2 separate regions of the Sus scrofa genome follow, and region 1 is linked to region 2. Evidence: chromatin contacts called from public HiChIP or PLAC-seq data. All regions are on one chromosome and are shown on one strand. The core of a region is the stretch at or near the end of the contact, and the rest is flanking DNA. Distances in the headings are between cores, read along the strand shown. Region 1 overlaps MARCH10 (probable E3 ubiquitin-protein ligase MARCH10). Region 2 has its middle 42 kb from the start of TANC2.

Region 1 (4,776 bases), core at 1,094-3,593, 130 kb after region 2:
GGGTGGATATTGAAACCCTGGGCCATCGATGAACTAGGCTGGTTGCTCGCAGAACCTCAGCTTTCACTAGCAGCCCAGCAACATGCATGAGGGATTTCAGGGTGTACAAATAGTGTAAAACCTAGCCACCTGATCTGACTGCCAAATCATAGACATTTGCCGCATACGCCTTCCCATGCTGGACTCTCCTTTAATGAGCTGGCTCAAATTGAAGCCCTTAGAAACTTCCTGTAGACACTGTTCCCGCAACATCCTAAAATACGCTCTGGGTTGGTATGCACCAAATTAGCAGTGCCTTTACAGGTCTGTCTGCTCTCGGCAGGAGAGGAGGGTTAAACCCACTCCGAGTTATTTTGATGTCACTCCTTTTGGTGGTTGGGTGGGACCCTTTTGAAAAAACAAGAGGAAATAAACATCTATCTGGCATATTCCATGCTATTTCAGAATCTGGTAACTAGTACATAATGATACACCATCTCAGAATTTGGCTCTATTTCTTCAAGGGCGTTTGTGCTACATAGCTCCCCGCCCCCTCCCACCCTCCCGCTTCTTTTGGTCGAATGCGTTTATATAACTTGTGGTAGAATTTAGCCATTAATGTCCACTGAGAGCTAAAAGAAAGATTACACGTGGCATTTCAGGATGATTTTCTATCATCTATCAAATGTGTTTGATGGCTTTCATTTCATGTCACTTATTCATTCTGATTCTTTCAAGTACATGGCAAGCCACAAATATGACAATGTGAACCTGTTTCCGGACATGCTTGGGGACCGTCCACCCAGGGGGTTGAGGAAATGGACATAATGCAACTTTCCATCCCATAGGAGTCATGGGGAGGGCTCTGCCCACCTCTGATATGTGTGTCTGTGTGTCTGTGTGTATGTATGTGTGTGTGCTTCTCTGCTCTTCATAGAAGAGAGAAATCAACTCACTCGAGGGGAGTATCATGTCAAACTGTTTTTACACCTTTGATTTCTTAATCTCTTAAAACTAATGACTTTAATAATGTCACCAGTGGTAGTTAAGACCCAAAGCTCTGAGGTAAGCATGTTGGATCATAAGAATAACAAAAAAGAAGCAACTGAAGGCAATGGCAAGTCTTCCTTCCCAAAATGCTTGCGGAGTTCAACTAACAATAACCTTGACAGAGGTCACAGCTGAAGATGCAGAGTTAGGTCATAGTCACAGTGCTTTTCAGACCAGAACCCTGAGGCTGGGAAACATTCTTGTGGGACATGGCTTCTTGAGGGACCAGGAGCCTGGATGACGACCAGAAGAATGGGGCTGATAATAAAAGGAACAGAAGAAGAAAGTTTGAGCATCCCTGTGGGTTCAGAAAGCTGTCTGAAGAAAAAGCAGTTCCCAGAGGGACCCTGAGTGATTGGGAGCAGGGTCTCCTCAGCTGGCTGCCCCAGGAGAGGGACGGGCAGGCATAGAAAGCAGACCTCTGCTTCCAGGACAGAAAAACAAGGATGAACTTCAGGCCTAGATAAAAAAAAAGAGTCTTTCTTCTTCTGTGACCACGATCAGAATCACATTATGTGGCAAAGGCTGACTTGAGAAAAAGGAATGAACTAAGGAGTGGGATTAAGCCTGATCTGAGGATGGTAATGATGGAGAAGATGATGCTGGTGATGATGGAGAGGATGATGCTGGTGATGATGGAGAGGATGATGCTGCTGATGATGGAGAGGATGATGCTGCTGATGATGGAGAGGATGATGCTGCTGATGGATGCTGATGATGATGAAGACAGTGATGATGATGGTGACAGCAGTGATGATGATGACAGTGGTGAAGTTGATGGTAATAATGATGAGTTTTATTGACCACTTTTACTGCATGTTCACTGCGAGCCATTCACTCTGCTAAGCGTCTTATCAACAATGCCTCTTGCTCTCCCAGCAATCAGGCAGCCCAGGGACATCTCCCTCTCAGAGATGAGGGAAGCAAGAATCAATGGAGTTAGTCAGCTTGCCCAAGGTCACGATGCTAGAAAAGTGGCAGAGCTGGGGTTTGTCATGTTTACCCGGATTGCGACGGTGAGTCACAAAACTCACGTCATCCCCCACAGGCATATATGCACATTCTGTGTTCTGCCCCCACCCCCACCCCCCCGCAATGGTAGCTTCTGCACAGAAGGTAGCCTAACTACGCGTGCTGCAGTCAGAGGGATGGGCTTGGGGGGTGAGGGGGCGCAGAGGGGGAGCGACACCAGAGGAGGAGTGAAGGAAGAAGCCCCAGTTCTGCCGGAAAGAAACAGGAAGTTACCTGAAGCCTCTCATTACAAGACTGCCCTCAGCCAGTTTTGTCACATGTTCATGTGACCAAAAACTTATTTATAGCAGTCTAGCTTCAGACACTTGAAACCGAAAGGGAAATAAAGTTCCAAGGTAAGGGGAGCCCCTGGTGACAATGAATTACAAATCTATCCCCCCTCCCCAGCCTGTGGATTTCATACTCCTCTGCCCCTTTCAGGACCCTCACGGCAGAAACATCAGCATCAAAAAACCCAAAACGAAGCAAAACCCACTCACATTTACAAATAACAAGAAAACTAGCCCCTGAGGGTGGAGGGAAGTACAGCTAGGTTTTTGCTGTTTCCAGGACTGGAAATCCGGGCTTGGCTCTGTCCCTGTTCCTTCTCAGCAAAGCTGTTCACGTCGAGAAGACTAACACTTGATTTACATGGAAAGATTGCTTGACTGGAGCAAGATAAAAATTAGGAGGCACCTCCCTTGCCACTGGTTTCTTCTGCTCCCCCATGGCGGGGGGGATAAGGCACCAGAGGCGGGGGGGGGCATTTTTTTTTTCAACATTGCAAACCATTCTATTCCTCCTCCCCTTTGGGTAAAGAAATATTTAAGTCGCATGCATTCTTGGAGAGAATTTTCAAAAAACACTCAGCCCACAAGAATTCTGTTCTTCCCACAAAATCTGCCTCGATCCTGCGTGCAGTTGCTAACACGGGCTCCTCCACTTTCAGCCCATCAGCGTTTTCTTCTCTTGTCTTTAATAGGAGTTGGTTAGGGTAACAGAGACATCTGCTGCCCCGGGAAACAACACTCCACGCAGGGGCACCTCCCCAGCAGGAGCTCCAATCTGAAGTCATCGTAAAGGAATACCAAAAAGAGGCCCATATCTCGTTGAGTGTCATTAAACTCTCTGGCTGACTCTTTAGGTTTTAGCTTGGTTTATTTTATCATTTGATATTTATTTAACTTATTTAGTACAGTATCGGGGGTGTTTTCTTATTTATTAAAAACAAATGCTGTTTGTTAAAAGAGCTTGCTTATCCATATGGCATCGTTTTTTGAAATTAACAAACCCAAAGGGAAAACCCCACCATTCTGGAGTGTTCTCCATTTCTGAGCAAGGTGGGGTGAAAGCACACCTCTCTCCTAGAAATCCAGGATTCCACCTGCTGCAGGTACCACTGGCTGTTCTGGAGGAGCCCAGACACCTGTGCCTCACCTGCAAATCAGTTGTGAAGCAGAGAGTAATGGACTCTCTGTTCCCAGGTCCAAGTGTTAAATGTTTTGTTAATGTCGGGTCATTTCCGCTCTTAACCTCTAGCAGAATATTGGGCTTTCCCGTGGCCGTGAGATTCTGGCACGTCCTCCTACATCAAGGAAGGAGATGGATTTCCTAACAGAGGGGAACTGAGGCAGAAGAAATCTTTCCTTTCCCAACCCAGGCAGGAAGAAGAAGACATCAGGCCTACCTTAAAGATAATATTGTCTGTCTTTACGCTGCATTTCTTTACTGTAGCAGTGGATAATTCCACTCTGGCAGAGGAAAGAGTTCAGTCATTGGACCTGTTGAAATGCTCCAAGAAGTTTTACCCTTTTGGAGTATTTAAACCATCAGTTGGAAGGGAAGTAAGCACTTCCCTTTTTTTCGGGTCATAAAATGTTTATCAAGGTATACTTTAGGGAATAGCGTGACTATAAAATTTAGGATCACAATATGAAAATATCAGTTGAAAGTGAAGTAAGCCAGACAAAGACAAATATCATATGCTATCACATATATAGAATCTTAAAAAATGATATGAATGAACTTACATACAAAACAGAAATAGACCGACAGACATAGAAAACAAGCTTACAGTCACCAAAGGGAAAGTGGGGACAGGGGATAAACTTGTTTGGGATTAACTGATACACACTATATATATAAAATAGATCTATAAACCAGGAGGTCCCATTGTGGGGCAGTGGAAATGAAACTGACTGGTATCCATGAGGATGCGGGTTCAATCCCTGTCCCTCTCTCAGGGGGTCAGGGTTCCAGCGTTGCCATGAGCTGTGGTGTAGGTCACAGACTTGGCTTGAATCCCACATTGTTGTGGCTGTGACTTAGGCCGGCTTTTATTCGACCCCTAGTCTGGGAAAGTCCATGTACTGCAAGTATGGCCCAAAAAGCAAAAAAAAAAAAAAAGAAAGAAAGAAAAAAAGATCTATGTATAAAATAGATCATCTATAACACAGGGAACTACACTCAGTATCTTATAATAACCTATAATGTAAAAGAAACTAAAAATAATATATGTATAACTGAATCGCTTTGCTGTATATCTGCAACTAACACAACATTGTAAATCAACTATACTTCAATTTTAAAAAAGAGAGAGAGAAAATGAGAACAGAAAGGGACGTAAATGCTGGGTACTGGGTACCTCCTTCCTTGAGAAGGCAATTGCTGGGTAAGTGCTTGACAAAATGCCTCTTAGTATGCTTGCTGTTTGAGTTTATTAAGGCAATGGCTAAT
Region 2 (4,820 bases), core at 447-2,946:
TGTGTTTTGGTCTATAACTATTTTAAAAAATGGAAAATAACCTCCTAGTCGCTTCTTAAAAAGGGGCAAACTGTGCCAGCTGATTTGAATGAGAGTGAATGTTTTTCACTCTATTTTCACAGCTGTCTTATCAGTTTCCTAAACTCAATTAGGGTGGAGCACAGGAATTTCACTCTGCGGGGACTAGGGGCTTTGTTGTGGTGGTTTGAAGATAAGGATATATCTTCCCAGGCTAACCTCTTGGAGTGAAGACATTTCCCCAGAAGGGGGAAAATGCAGGGCCTTAAAGATCTCTTCATAGAGTTTGCAGAGTGGTTGACGCTTAACAGTCTACGGAGAACTCTGCCAGCCTCCTGGGAAAATGATTGGGTATTCAATTGTTTCCACTTGGGCACTTTCCCAGACTAGATAAAGCCTCTCCATTCCATCCTACCCCTCCTCCACCCTAATTTTCCCTGAACCCCAGGTGCGGCAGGCTTGCTTTTGTCCAGGATGAAGGAGGGCAAGAGCTATTGGGTAAATGAGGAAAGCATCCTTTCAGTCTTCTCGCCTGCTGACGTCATGCCAGTGTTCTCTTGGCTTTCGTGTGGAAATGAGAATTTCCACAATTTTAAAGGGAGTGTCTGTTACTGTTCATTATGAACTGGATAGTAATTATTATAGGTTCTTAACCTCTTTATACGATCTGGATTTTATGCCTGTGAGATATGAATTGAGCTGAGGACTTTATGAGAAGCAGAAGGATTTTTTTTTTTTTTTGCAGAGTTTTCATTTTACTCATAACCTAGTTTTAGACGGGAGATGTGGGTGGTGAGCATCCAGGCCCTTCATGAGGCATTACACAATCTATTCGAGTTATACAGAGTGGATAGAAAAATGCCTATAACCCACTTTTTAAAAGTGTTTCATAATACAGACTGGAAAACCCTAGAAAATTCTTTAGGGCATGGAATTTCTTGACACTGTTTCTTGGTAGAAGAGTTCTCAAAACAGCTAACGACTCCCTGTTCCTGCAGTTCACAGGGTGGAAGAGGAGGAGGGTAAGCGCGTGGCAGACGAAGGGCTTTGGGGAATGTTTTGCCCTTGGGACTTGACAACCACTTATTGGTTCAAAGGTTTGCACCCCAAACCTAGAAAAGATTCCCATGTTTGGGGGATTGCAGTTAGCATAACTATTTTATCACAGCGGATTTTCATCAGAAGTTTTCATTAGGAGCGACAGACAAAATTAATGAAAGCTGAAAATTCGGAAGCCTCTCATCCCCCCTAAAAAAATTAAATAAAAAAACTTCTTTTCATGAAAGTGAAAGCATACATTAAGATCGCTTTCCGGGAGTTCCCATCGTGGCACAGTGGAAACAAATCCGACTAGGAACCATGAGGTTGTGGGTTTGATCCCTGGCCTTGCTCAGTGGGTTAAGGATCTGGCATTGCCATGAGCTGTGGTGTAGGTTGCAGATGTGGCTCAGATCCCACGTTGCTGTGACTCTGGCGTAGGCTTCACAGCTACAGCTCTGATTAGACCCCTAGCCTGGGAACCTCCACATGCCGCGGGTGCAGCCCTAGAAAAGGAAAAAAAAAAAAAAAAAAAAAAAAAAGATCGCTTTCCCTTCGTAGCTCCAGAATTTTTAAGGAAAATTTATATTCTATGCTTTTGTCATCATGAGTCACACTTTGAGAGCTCATAAGGTATGGAGCAATGGTCATTAGGCAATAGAGAAAAGTTGTATAGAAGTTGATGAGTCATAACAGTCCTAGGTTTCAAGGTTCTTATCTTTCACTAATTTATTAAATATTGGTGTGCCATTCTAGGGGCTGAGCATATAGCAAAACATAAGAAAGACAAGGTTCTAGTTCTCACAGAGCTTGTGTGTTCTAATATGGATAGACTCCCAAAGCGATGCAACACTAGGTAGTAATGAGGGCTAATATGAGGTCAAACAGGACAGGGTGATAGAGAATAGACGAGTAAATGTTTTCAGCTGGGTGGTAAGGGAAGGCCCCTCTGAGAAGATGACATTTGAATTGAGACTCAAAGGTGGGGAAGAAGCCATCGATGGAAGATCAAGGGAATCCATATTCCAGGGAGAGGGAGCAAAGAGTGCCAAAGCACCAAACCTTAACCTGCACGAGGAACAGAAAGCTAGCAACTGTGGCTCAGGCTCGGAGAGCAGGGGAGAGGGTGACCTGGTCAGAGGGAGGACCAGAAACCTTGTCATGAAGAGCCTTGGAAGCCAGAAGTTATGCTAAACGTGATGGAATGACTTTGAAGATTTAATTTTGTTTTATGGCCAAACCCATGGCATATGGAAGTTCTGGGCCAAAAATTGAGTCCGAGCCACAGCTGCTGTCCTGCACGACAGCTGTGGCAAATCCAGATCTTTAACCCACTCTCCCAGGGTAGGGACTGAACGCAAGTCTGTGCAGTGACCCAAGCTGCTGCTATGGAATTCTTAACCCATTGTGCCACAGCAGGAACTCCTGAAGGGTTTTGAGCAGAGGAGTCTTGTTATCTGATTTGCATTTTAAAACATTACTCTGGCTACCACGTGGAGAATGGATTATACCAAGTGTCTATGGTGATTTTGGTAAAAGATAAAGGTGGCTTGGATGAGGATAAAGAGAGAGGAGCAGCTGGGTTTGGGGTGTGTTAGAGACCCAGTAGAGAGATCTTGTTGGTGGGTCATTGTGGGAGACTAAGGAATGGATGATGCCCAGACTCTTTGGGCTCCTGTAGGAGCTACTTGCCAGATAGGGAAAGCTGGGAGACGCAAGGAAGTGGCTGCAGAAACAAAGGCTTGCCCCAGGGGCATGTTAATTTGGAAACATTCAAATTAGATGTGAAATAGCAGCTGGTTAAAAAGGTTGGGGCTGCAGGTTTATTCCCACCTTGATGCTGTTACTCATGCTGCTCCCTTTTCCTGAAAAGTCTTTCCGTTCCTTCCACCCACCCCACCTTAAGCATTAAAAAAAAAAAAAAAAAAAAAAAAAAGGTTGGGGCTGGAAATGGGGAATAGGGAAATAGGGTTGCAGGCGCACCTGTGGTCAAAGATAGGTTTTTAAAAAATAGTTACTTTTTTTTTTTTTTTAAAGATGAGGGTACTTAACTATGTAAGCTAATAGGAATGATGCAGGACAGAGGGAAAAATATCAGTGTGATGGGTTACCTATTTGATGTCTTCCAAGCACAGGCCCAAGAAAGAAAAGACAAGTTGGAAAACAAAGCATCGATTACTATTTGCTATGTATGTATTACAGGCTTTGGGAGAGGAGCAGGATAGAAAGAGAAGATGAGCATGGAGAAAGGGAACTAGGGAAGGCAAGAGAAGAAAGAAATAGAATTTTAAAAATAGTATAGAGTTAAAAAATACATCTGTGGGACCTGGGAGGAGGCTGAGGAATGAGTGAATTCTGCTTCTAACTGCTAGAGACAAATTTTTCTAGGCGACACGCATTCCATTGTCCACTAAAGCCTTTCTGCCCTAGAGAGGGCAGCAGTTAAGAATGGTGTGGATATAAACTCCCAGCTCCACTTCTTGCTGGAAGGGAGCAAGTTATGCAACTTCTTTGTGCCTCAGTTTCCTCACCAGAAACATGGACTCAGAAGGGCTTGCCTTGTGGGGTTAGTGTGTGAATGAAATGAGACCATTCTTGTAAAACACAGGGCAAACTTGGCATCTTTCTAGGTACTTCTGAGACTTTGGGCAAATCCTATCTCAAGTCCCTTGAGGCCATGGGACATGTCTTATCTTTTAACTTGCCATGGAATCTAGTACATAGCCTTATGTGTAAGTAAATTTTGAATGCTCACTTTTCCCTTCTTTTTGTTTCCCTTTCCTTCTGCTGTGCTAGACCTCTCCCGTGCTGCTCATCCTTTTGTACTTGCGATCTTGGTCTATAGAGTGTTTGTTCTGTTGGATATTAGAATCATGGAAAACACGAGGTGGGGCTTTAGCTTTATTCTCTCTTCCCTCCCAAAGCAAGAAAGATGTCCAATATGAACACCTTGATTAAAAGTGAAAGTTTATACCAACATTAATTTTTCTTTTATTCCCAAGTCCATACATAATTTCTCTTGTTCATCTAACTGATTAGCTACACAAAGATTGGTTCCTGGAAAACTTTTTAATCCAAGAGAACAGCTCAGCCCTGCATCAATTTTTTTTTTTGCCTTTTCTAGGGCTGCTCCTGTGGCATATGGAGGTTCCCAGGCTGGGGGTCCAATCGGAGCTGTAGCTGCTGGCCACAGCCACAGCAATGCCAGATCTGAGCCACATGTGCAACCTACACCACAGCTCACAGCAACGCCAGATCCTTAACCCACTGAGCAAGGCCAGGGATCAAACCTGAAACCTCATGGTTCCTAGTCGGATTCATTAACCACTGCGCCGCGACGGGAACTCCCAGCCCCACATCAATTTTTGACTGCTTAGTCTACGTCATGTGTGTCCTCTTCCATTAAAATGTAAGCTCCCCAAAGATACAGACCCTGCACAGTTCTTTTAAAATAAAAGTTTTATTGTGACATATTTCAGCTAGAGGGAAAAAGGTAAAAAATAAAATATGCAAACATGTACATTTCATCCACTTTAAAAGACTTCTTATACAATTATTCCTGCCTGTGTCCTCACTCTCCCCATCAGTAATCTCTATCTTGAATGCTGTACTTAGCATTTCTCTGCAGAATTTTCTTCCTCAACTACATTATATCCGAATCTGTATCAAGTTCTCCTTTCCTCAGGTTTCTGATGTGAACACATAGTAGGCTCTCAGTCAGTTTGTTGAATGAACAATGCTTGCTTGCTTGAGAACAGCAAATG

What was found. HiChIP or PLAC-seq counts read pairs in DNA pulled down with a chosen protein or histone mark.
Region 1: an H3K27ac HiChIP or PLAC-seq map of alveolar macrophages shows a contact between it and region 2. The contact joins two enhancer-like sites. A contact is called at or near these places in 1 of 47 Hi-C or Micro-C datasets (embryonic fibroblasts) and 1 of 2 datasets of contacts at active chromatin or transcription factors (alveolar macrophages).

Annotation. Positions count from the first base shown.
Region 1 is chr12:15,979,993-15,984,768 of Sscrofa11.1, forward strand. The region is part of intron 2 of MARCH10 (probable E3 ubiquitin-protein ligase MARCH10); the gene reads left to right. Among named protein-coding and RNA genes, the nearest start is that of MARCH10, 12 kb to the left of the region's middle. Within about 2 kb of position 2,344, at least 25 of the 83 cell types and tissues checked have an H3K27ac peak or open chromatin away from gene starts, as enhancers often do. A contact at or near this core is called in alveolar macrophages, where this site is marked.
Region 2 is chr12:15,853,170-15,857,989 of Sscrofa11.1, forward strand. No RefSeq gene overlaps it. Among named protein-coding and RNA genes, the nearest start is that of TANC2, 42 kb to the left of the region's middle. Within about 2 kb of position 1,697, at least 1 of the 83 cell types and tissues checked has an H3K27ac peak or open chromatin away from gene starts, as enhancers often do. A contact at or near this core is called in alveolar macrophages, where this site is marked.